3 separate regions of the Mus musculus genome follow, and all the other regions are linked to region 3. Evidence: chromatin contacts called from public promoter capture Hi-C data. All regions are on one chromosome and are shown on one strand. Each heading gives the region's core, a stretch centred on a gene start, on an enhancer-like site or on the middle of the called end of the contact. The rest is flanking DNA. Distances are from core to core; before and after follow the strand shown.

What was found. Promoter capture Hi-C pulls out the DNA fragments that hold promoters and counts their contacts.
Region 1: a promoter capture Hi-C map of pre-B cells shows a contact between it and region 3, with 5 times the contacts expected there. The contact joins the promoter of Rasa4 here to the promoter of Col26a1 in region 3. A contact is called at or near these places in 4 of 39 promoter capture datasets (hippocampal neurons, liver and pre-B cells) and 1 of 115 datasets of contacts at active chromatin or transcription factors (large pre-B cells).
Region 2: a contact with region 3 is called in a promoter capture Hi-C map of liver, with 2.4 times the contacts expected there. The contact joins the promoter of Upk3b here to the promoter of Col26a1 in region 3. A contact is called at or near these places in 5 of 39 promoter capture datasets (the C10 cell line, hematopoietic stem and progenitor cells, liver and 1 more) and 1 of 9 other capture datasets (adipose tissue).

The regions. Positions count from the first base shown.
Region 1 is chr5:136,082,326-136,085,193 of GRCm38.p6, reverse strand. Rasa4 (RAS p21 protein activator 4) reads right to left here and starts at 1,278. Exons shown (of 21, transcript NM_133914.3): 1 at 1,017-1,278. The coding sequence starts at 1,081.
Region 2 is chr5:136,036,991-136,039,925 of GRCm38.p6, reverse strand. Upk3b (uroplakin 3B) reads right to left here and starts at 1,430. Exons shown (of 6, transcript NM_175309.4): 1 at 1,040-1,430; 2 at 735-884. The coding sequence starts at 1,124.
Region 3 is chr5:136,881,907-136,884,750 of GRCm38.p6, reverse strand. It overlaps Col26a1 (collagen, type XXVI, alpha 1), which reads left to right and starts at 1,536. Exons shown (of 13, transcript NM_001346699.1): 1 at 1,536-1,901. The coding sequence starts at 1,744.

The sequences.
Region 1 (2,868 bases), core at 29-2,528, 800 kb after region 3:
CACACACACACACACACACACACCTCCCCAATTCTCAGTTCTCTGTAGCCAGGAAACCCACCGGGACCCGGAGCGCACTTTGAACCCTAGGCCTCTGCCCCGCCCTTTCTTCGGTTTTATGATCGTGGCTTCTCCCCGACACTAGGATTTCAAGCACTTGGGTCCAGAAAGGGAAACTGAATCTTTGCAAATGAGGACATAAGAAAGCCACGAGACACGTTCTAGGAGTCACGCAGTTGACCTCGGGAACTCACTAAAAACAGTGTGACAAAGGGGTGTCCGAAAGCTCCCCAAATCTGGCGATGGATTAGAGGAAGCTTTATGAAGGACGGTAATGCATTTTAGGAGCCCTAGATTCACGACCTTGCTTTGACACCACCAGCTAACATTTCCTGTCTGTCGGCATCGGTTTTCTAATCTGTAAAGTGGTCCGAGGAGAAATGCCTTGCAGGGAGCGATTAAAGGGAGAGGCCCGGCAAAGTCAAGGGAGACTCTAAATCCTGCCTCTATGCATCCCTCCTGTCCCCTTGACCTACACCCCCACCCCCACTTTTCACACCTGCATGCCTTGCCCAAATGAATAGCGAATAGCGAACAAGTCCGGCGGACAACTCTTGGGGTTGTTATGGACTCCCAAACTACAGAGAGAGGGGGGGACACTCCGCCCCTTTCAGCCACACCCTGGGCAGTTCTTGCGATGCCATCCCAGTGCCAGTTTCAGTCTTTTAAAACTCCTGCCCCCCTATGAGCCCTGGCTTCCTGCTGTTCCCAGGTGGAGAAGCCCCTCCCTTGTCTCTAGCCCTCCGCCTCTAGCTTGCCCCTCCACTCTGTCAGGTATTCACAGCAAATCTCGCTGTCCCCATTTTCGTAGCCAGTCCCCCTCCGTGGCTGTACACGCCACATCCTCTCCGCTGCTCTCCTTGTGGGGAAGCCCTAAGGACCCCCCGCAAAGGTCAAGTATATAAAAGGGGATCCCATCAAAGTTGGGGTGGCCACCACCCGTACCCACTACTCACATGTCCTTGGCGGGCAGATTTTTCCCTTCTACGATTCGGATGGACAGCGAACTGCGCTTGGCCATTGCGGGTCGGCGACGTGGAGGCCTGGCGGGGAGGGGTTCGGACTCATGGGTCCCCTCTCGGGGTAAGGAGGGGGAACAGTGCGAGTGGCGCTGCAGGCAGGCGGGTGCGGAGGCCAGAGAGGGGAGCGCTGGGGCTGAGGGATCTCCGCTACTCCATTCACCCCTCCCCGCCCCTCCTGCGGGGGCGGGGAGACACTGCATGGAAGGACCAATCAGCGTCCTGGATGCCCAGAATGGGCGCGGCCTATGCGGCTTGCGTCCCTCATTGGCCACCTGGAAGGGAGGGCGGGCGGGGCCTGCCCCGAAGTGTAGCTGCTGGCACCCGGAGATTCTTCCACCACCAGGATCCCTCCTGGTGCTCTCGATTCTCAGAGAGAGAGCCCAGGCTCACGGAGGGACCTGGGTGTGCAGCATAGCTGCAAATCCATTAATGGCCGCACGCTGGGAGTAACTTGTCTGTGACAGACCTGGAAAGATGTGAAGACTCAGGCAGTTGGGAAAGTTTGAGGACATCAAATCTGGAAAACAGGATTGTTTGGGGCGTGTTTGTATTGTGGTTTCGTGTGTGTTCAGGTGTGCAGGTAGAGGCCAGAGATCACCCTCCGATTTCATTCTTCAAGATCCGTCCACCATTTATTTATTTGTTTATTTATTTATTTTTGAGACAGGGTTTTTCTGTGTAGCCCTAGCTGTCCTAGAACTCTCTCTACAGACCAGGCTGGGCTCGAATACAAAGATTCACTTGTCTCTGCCTCCCAAGTGTTGGGATTAAAAGCCTGCACCACCACCTCCAGGCTCTGGCTACCTTTTTAAAATTTTTGTTTTTTATTGGCTGATTGATTAGGGTGTGGCTTACATGTTGTGGTCCCAAGTGGAAATCAGAGGACACCCGCAAGAATCTTTTCTTTACTTTCACCAAATGGGTCCCAGGGATCAAATTCAGATTATCAGACTTGGGCAGGAGTCTTTCTACTGACCCATCTCCTCTGCCCCACCTTGTAAGACACAAGGTCTCTCATTGGCTTGAAACCTCCCCAGTAGTCTAGACTGGCTGGCCAGTGAGACTCCAGGATCCACCTTTCTCCATCTTGCCCACTTCTGGAGTTCTTTACAAGAGTTCAACACCATGCCCAGCTATCCATTAGTCCTGGGAACGAGTGATTCTTCTGCTTGCAAAGCAGTTTAGCAAGTGAACCATACTTACCTAGCCCTAGATCTGCATTCCAGCCCGCCATCGCTGCCCATACTGGTGACCAAACCTAGGTCCTTGAGTGTCCTGGTCAAAAATTCTGCTACGAGTGACATCATTTTATTCTTCTTTACCCCAAAATAAGATTCCATTGGGGATACAGACATACATACAGATTTTTTTTTTTTTTTGACACAGGGTTTCTTTGAGTAACCCTGACTGTCCTGGAACTCTATAAACCAGGCTGACTTCAAACTCACAGAGATTCCCCTCGCCTCTGCCTCTCCAAGTGCTGGGAATTAAGGGGTGCGTCATCAGCACCACTCCACCAGATTTTATTATGCTATGTGCACATATGCAGTACCTCTGGAGGCCAGAAGAGGGTATCAGATTCCCCCTGAAATTGGAGCCACCTACTGTAGGTGCTTGGAACCAAACTCTGGTCCTCGGCAAAAACACCAAGCTTTGTTAGTCTCTGATGGGGATCTCACTCTCTACTAAAATAAAATAGCCAAAAGTACCCCCAAGGAATTATTGTTTGTATGTTACTTAAAGACTATAAGATCGGGCTGGAGAGATGGCTCAGTGGTTAAGAGCA
Region 2 (2,935 bases), core at 181-2,680, 840 kb after region 3:
CGACCTACGTTTGATCCCCAGGACCCACAGGTTGGAAGGAGAGACCTGACTCCCTCAAGCTGTCCTCTGAATTGCCCACGATCACGTCTGGACTGCTACATACAATAAATAAGCAAGTGCAAGACAGTTATTTTAAAGGAATAGAGAGCAGCGGACTGCTTCTGTCCCAGGAAGCGATCTGCAGAGGGCGTGACCCCACTTCCCCAGGTGACATAATGGGTCTCGATCCCCATCGGGGCTCCAACAACTCAGGATCACACATGAGATATTTACATTAAAAATTCGTATTGGTAGCAAAATTACAGTTATGAAATAGCAATGAAATAATTTTTTTGTTGGGGTGGGGGTCACCACAGCATGAGGAACTGCGTTGAAGGGGCGTCAGCATTAGGAAGGTTGTACTTGCCTAGCAATGCATAAACCCTGGCCTCTATCCCTGGTACCACATGGACTGGCATGGTTGTGCATGCCCACCGTCCCAGCAATTGGAAGGTGGAGGCAGTAAGCTCAGAAGTTTAAGGTCACCTGGGCTACAGCAGACCCTGTCTCAAAAAAAAAAAAAAAAAAAGGACAGGCTTTGCCCACCTTGTGCTCAACACATCCCTGGCTAATCTAATCTACAGTCCTGACCCTCACACCCAGAGACAAGGTCAATGTTACCATCCACCCAGATCCTCGGGTATCTCTTCTCAGCCCATGCCCTCACCCCAAGACCCCAAGTCCTCAGCACGCACCATTGCTGAAAGCCACCACTAGCCAGATGGTGTCCTTAGTTGAGACATGCTCATCAAAGACGCACCGAGGCTGCTCCAGAGAGAATGTAGTGGCTGTGATCTTCCCTTCCAGGTCCCAGGCTGTTATCTGCGGCACGTAGGCAATCAGGTCTATAGCCATGGGGGACAAAGGTGAGAATCGAGATAAGCACTGCTGTTCTGTGGGGCTCCCCCTCCCCTCCCCGATTCTCTCGGTCCAGGAGGTGTAATAGGTTCCCAGAACCCTAGGTTTGGCTAAGGGCATCCATTGCAAGAGCTCCACTCACCTAGACTCAGGCTTTGGGGGAGCCACACGAGCACCAGGAGAAGCAGGGGCGGCGGAGGGTGAGGCTGCCACCGCGTTCGCACCATGACTGCCACAGCACTTGATCAGGCCTGACCAGGCTTAGGGGCTGGTCCTGTCTCACCCCACCTCCGACACCTCTGGCCTACAGTTGCTGGTCACTTGGACTGCCAGGAGAACAGGAAAGACCTGAACCTATGAGCTCACCCCTCCCTGCTCCCAGCCCACCCCAGGGAGGGGCTCAGTGGGCTCCTGAACAGGGGCCCCACTCCAGAACTAAGGGAGAGGAGCCATTTAGGGTTGGCCTTCACGTGACCCCCCAGTCACCTCCATCCCAAAGCTGATGTCTAAATTGTGGTACCACCTTACTCCCTGGCCCTGGGAGGGAGACTCCCCTCCTCTATCTGGGCCCAGAACCACATGCCTAGGATTCCTGAACTCTGGGTGCCAGGAGCCACCCTCTGGCCATCCATCCTTATCCAGGAAGTGAGGAGAGGGGAGAGCCTGTGTGGTAGGCTGGCCCTGACCTAGTCCAGCCCCAAAGCAGCTCCCAGACACTGCCTGCCCTCCATGTAGCCTGTGCCCAAGGAGATATGTCTTCCCCAGCTCGGAATGTCCGTTCCTTCTCCAGTGGAAGCACTAGTCCTCCGAAAGGACGGGACAGCCTTTGGTGACTGACAAACATTTTGTTTATACAAACCCTACAAGTCCTTTTTGTTTGTTTGTTTTGTTTTGTTTTGTCGAGACAGAGTTTCTCTGTGTAGCCTTGGCTGTCCTGGAACTCACTTTGTAGACCAGGCTGGCCTCGAACTCAGAAATCTGCCTGCCTCTGTCTCCTGAGTGCTAACCCTACGAGTCTTATTCTATGTCGTTTTAAGTTTGTTTGTCTGTTTTTGAGACAGGTTCCCATGTAGTACAGACTAGCCTCAAACTCACTATATAACAGAAGATGACTTTTGAACTCTTTTTTTTTTTTTTCTTTTTTCCTTTTTTGGTTTTTCCAGACAGGGTTTCTCTGTGTAGCCCCGACTGTCCTGGAACTCACTCTGTAGACCAGGCTGGCCTTGAACTCAAAGGTCCACCTGCCTCTGCCTCCCAAATGTTGGGATTAAAGGCGTGTGTCTCTCTCTGCCTGGCAGTCTTTGAACTTTTGATGCCCCTGTGATCACAGATAGGCACTGCTAGCTTCTGCAAGCAACCTGGCAACCAAACACACACACACACACACACACACACACACACACACACACACACACACCCGCTATAAGACCCACAGACCAGTGACCCTGTGTGTGTGTATGCTTTTCAAACAGATCTTGCTAAGAATCTCTGGCCAACTAGGAATTCTTGCTGTGTAGTCCAGGCTGGCCTTGAACTCATGATCTTCTTGCCACCTTTTTCCAAATTCTGGGATTCATGTGTGCACTACTACAGCAGCATGAATGTGCCTTTTTTGTTTGTTATTGAAGACCTGGTTGGTACACAGTTCCTTGCATCCATGCTGATGTAGTCACCTTTCCATTGCTATGACAAAACACCATGCCCAAGGCGACTTATAAAAGAAGCATTTAGTTGGGCTTGCTGTTTGGAGGGTTAGAGTCCATGATGGTGGAGCAATGGCGTGGCAGTAGAAATACGCAAAAGCTCACATACTGATCCTCAAGTAGGAGATAGAAAGAAAACACTGGAAATGGCTTTAAAAACTCCAAAGTCCACCCCTAGTGACACACTTTCTCCAACAAGGCCACACCTCCTAACCCTTCCCAAACAGTTCTACCAAATAGGGACCAAGTATTCAAACATATGAGCCTATGGGGGAATTCTCATTCAAACTAACACACATACACACACACACACACACACACACACACACACACAC
Region 3 (2,844 bases), core at 287-2,786:
CCACAGCCCAGCACTTTGCTGGGAGGATTCTGGACAAGAACTCTGAGCTACATTTTCAGGAATCTCCCCCGACCCTGCGCCCATCTGAGACTGGTTCTCACTATATGGTTTAGGCTGGATTCAAAGTCTTGTACCTATTGCTTGGGGCTGGAATTATAGTCTCCCACACCATCTGGCTTTAGGACTGTTGTTAGGAAAGAGTGAGCCACCCACTCTGTTGACTTGCTATCTGGTCTAATATAGTCCTATAGATACATAACTCACAGGTACCTTCTAGCATGGGTACCCCAATATATCACACTCAACTCTCTTTACCTTCTTCCCTAAATTGCCCATCCCTTCCCGAGAGTTCCTCCAATCCCAACTTAGTTCTTTTGTCTGTTACCAAGTCTTGTGATGTAGCCCAGGCTGACCAATACTCCTGCTTCCAACTTCCTAGAACTGGAATCGCAGATATGCACTGCCGTGCTCAGCCTGGCTCTGTTTTATTTTGTGGAATGTCCACCCTTCCCAAGTTCTCATGGGTCTCGGAGGCCGGGTTTACTCTTCACAGAGTAGATAGCCCCTTCATGGGATGCGCGTCTTAGACCTAGGACCTTTTTTCACACCCCCCATCCATGTCTCCCTCGGGCTCTGAAGGGTTTGGAGGACCCCCACTTTATGGGGAGGGGTGTTCAGCGCCTCCTCCCAAAGGAATCTGAAGTGTGCCTCATGGATACCGGCGACATTCAACAAATGGTTAGCTCACAGCCTCCTCTTCACCTGGATTTGAAAATACTCTTGTCTTCTAACCTTCCCTCCACACCGTGACTAACGAGAAAGACCAGAATATTCCACATTGCTGTCAACTGGCCTGTGCTGTGGGTGCTACTATCAGATGCAGAACCCCGTTTGTACTTTCTGGGTTACTGTTGTCACTATGAAGCTTAGGCTGGCCCCAAATTCACAATCAGCATGTGGAGCCTTGGGATTATAGGGGTCACTACCACACAAGCTAGGCTTAAGTGTGTGTGTGAGAGGGGGCTTATGCACACGCGTGTGCATGGGTAAATTGAGGCTAGAGAGTAACATAGGGTGTCCGGCTCTAGTCCTCTTGTTTTCTTACCTCCATTCAAGGTTTCCCTCACTGAACCTTGAGCCCGGTCAGAAGCCCCAGGGCTGGAGGCTCTAAGGATGGGGTTAAGTGTCATGGCAGGCTTTTTATATGGGTGTCAGGTTTCTGTAGCACACACTTTTACCACAGAACCTTGCTTAACTTTCCTTGAGTCCAAGATCTACCTCTGAAAAATGGAGATAGTGATATCTCACAGTGTCACGGTGTTTGATCAAAGACTGGGTACTGAGAGGGACCAAATCCTCCTCCACCTTGGTATGGAAAGTGCAAAATGTGTATAAGAGCCCACAATGTAAGATTTAGTGTTTGGAAACATGTGTGTCCCTGGGGGTACCCCCGGCTTGGTAGCCACCTCCTCAGTCCTGGACCGCTGAGGGTTAAAAAGAAAGACCCACGCCCCCTTCGACTGCGCAGAGCCCACCTCGCCGAATTTGAAAAGGCGGCCCTGGAGAGGCGTGGGCGCCCCCCCCCCCCAAGACGACTTCCACCTCCGACCCTGACTTCACGCCATCACCGGCTAGCTCCCTGCGCTCCAGCCTGGGGCAACAGGGTCAGTCCAGCGGTCTGGGGCACTCCTGATCGGCTCCCGGCTCCCGGGACCCTAGGTCCCCGCGGGAGAGCGGTGCAAAATGAAGCTGGTTTTGCTGTTACCATGGGCGTGCTGCTGCTTGTGCGGGTCGGCGCTGGCCACCGGCTTTCTCTACCCGTTCCCGGCAGCAGCCTTGCAGCAGCACGGCTACCCGGAGCAGGGCGCCGGCTCCCCCGGCAACGGCTACTCGAGTCGCCGGTGAGTAACGCCAGTGGCCGGGCCTGGGGGCACGATGGTTGGATCCCGGGACAGCGGGGGCTCGGAAGAGCCGTGACCGGGTACTAGTAACGCAGGACAGTGAGCCAGGGTCCCGGAGGGTTGGATCCAGCGACATCAGGGGCTGTGAAGAACATTGGCCCGGTGCTGGGGGACGCGGGATAGCGGACCAAGGACTGGACCACAGAAAAGGTGGTCGAATGTTAGGAAGCAGAGGCTCGACGGCGTGAGGGCCAGATCGTGGGACAACAGAGGATCCGAGGAGTTGAGGTCTGTTGGGTGTTGGGGTCGAAAGGCATCGAGTTTGAGGCGCCGCGGAGCTGGATCGTCGGGCAGTGGGGATTCTGAGGCGTAATGGCTAGGGGCTGGGGGCGCAGGAACTAGATCAAAGGACAGTGAGGACTCCGAGGAGTGGTGGCTGGATGTTGGGGTATTCAGGACACGGGGGCGTGAGAATTAGAGCCAGTGCGCGCTCCAAGGCGCAGTGACCCCCTGCTGAGTGCTCTGTGTTTGGGGACGCACCACAGAGACTAAGAGGCGAAGTGGTCCAGTGATTGGGAAGAAAGGACACGGGACTTGTACCACGAGGCCTGAGGGCACGGAGACCGAAAGCGAGATGGGGAACAGTGGGGTGGCCTCCGAGGCACAGTAGCCCAGTGCTAAGGACGCAGGCCTGGGGACTACGGACGCCTGGAACGCACGACCGTAGGAGCCTTGTGGTCGGGTGCAGGAGAGGGAATAGATATTGTGATCATTTGCTGGGACCCCGGGCCTAAAGAGTTCGGGGAGCCAACTTGTGTGAGAGGGGTTCTGGAAACCTGGGGCCTCAGACTTGGTGGTCTCCGGTCGCGCCCACCCGTCCTTTCCCTTTTTTTTTTTTTTTTGCCCTGTGCCCATCGGCCCTGGGCTTCGAATGGAGATGGCA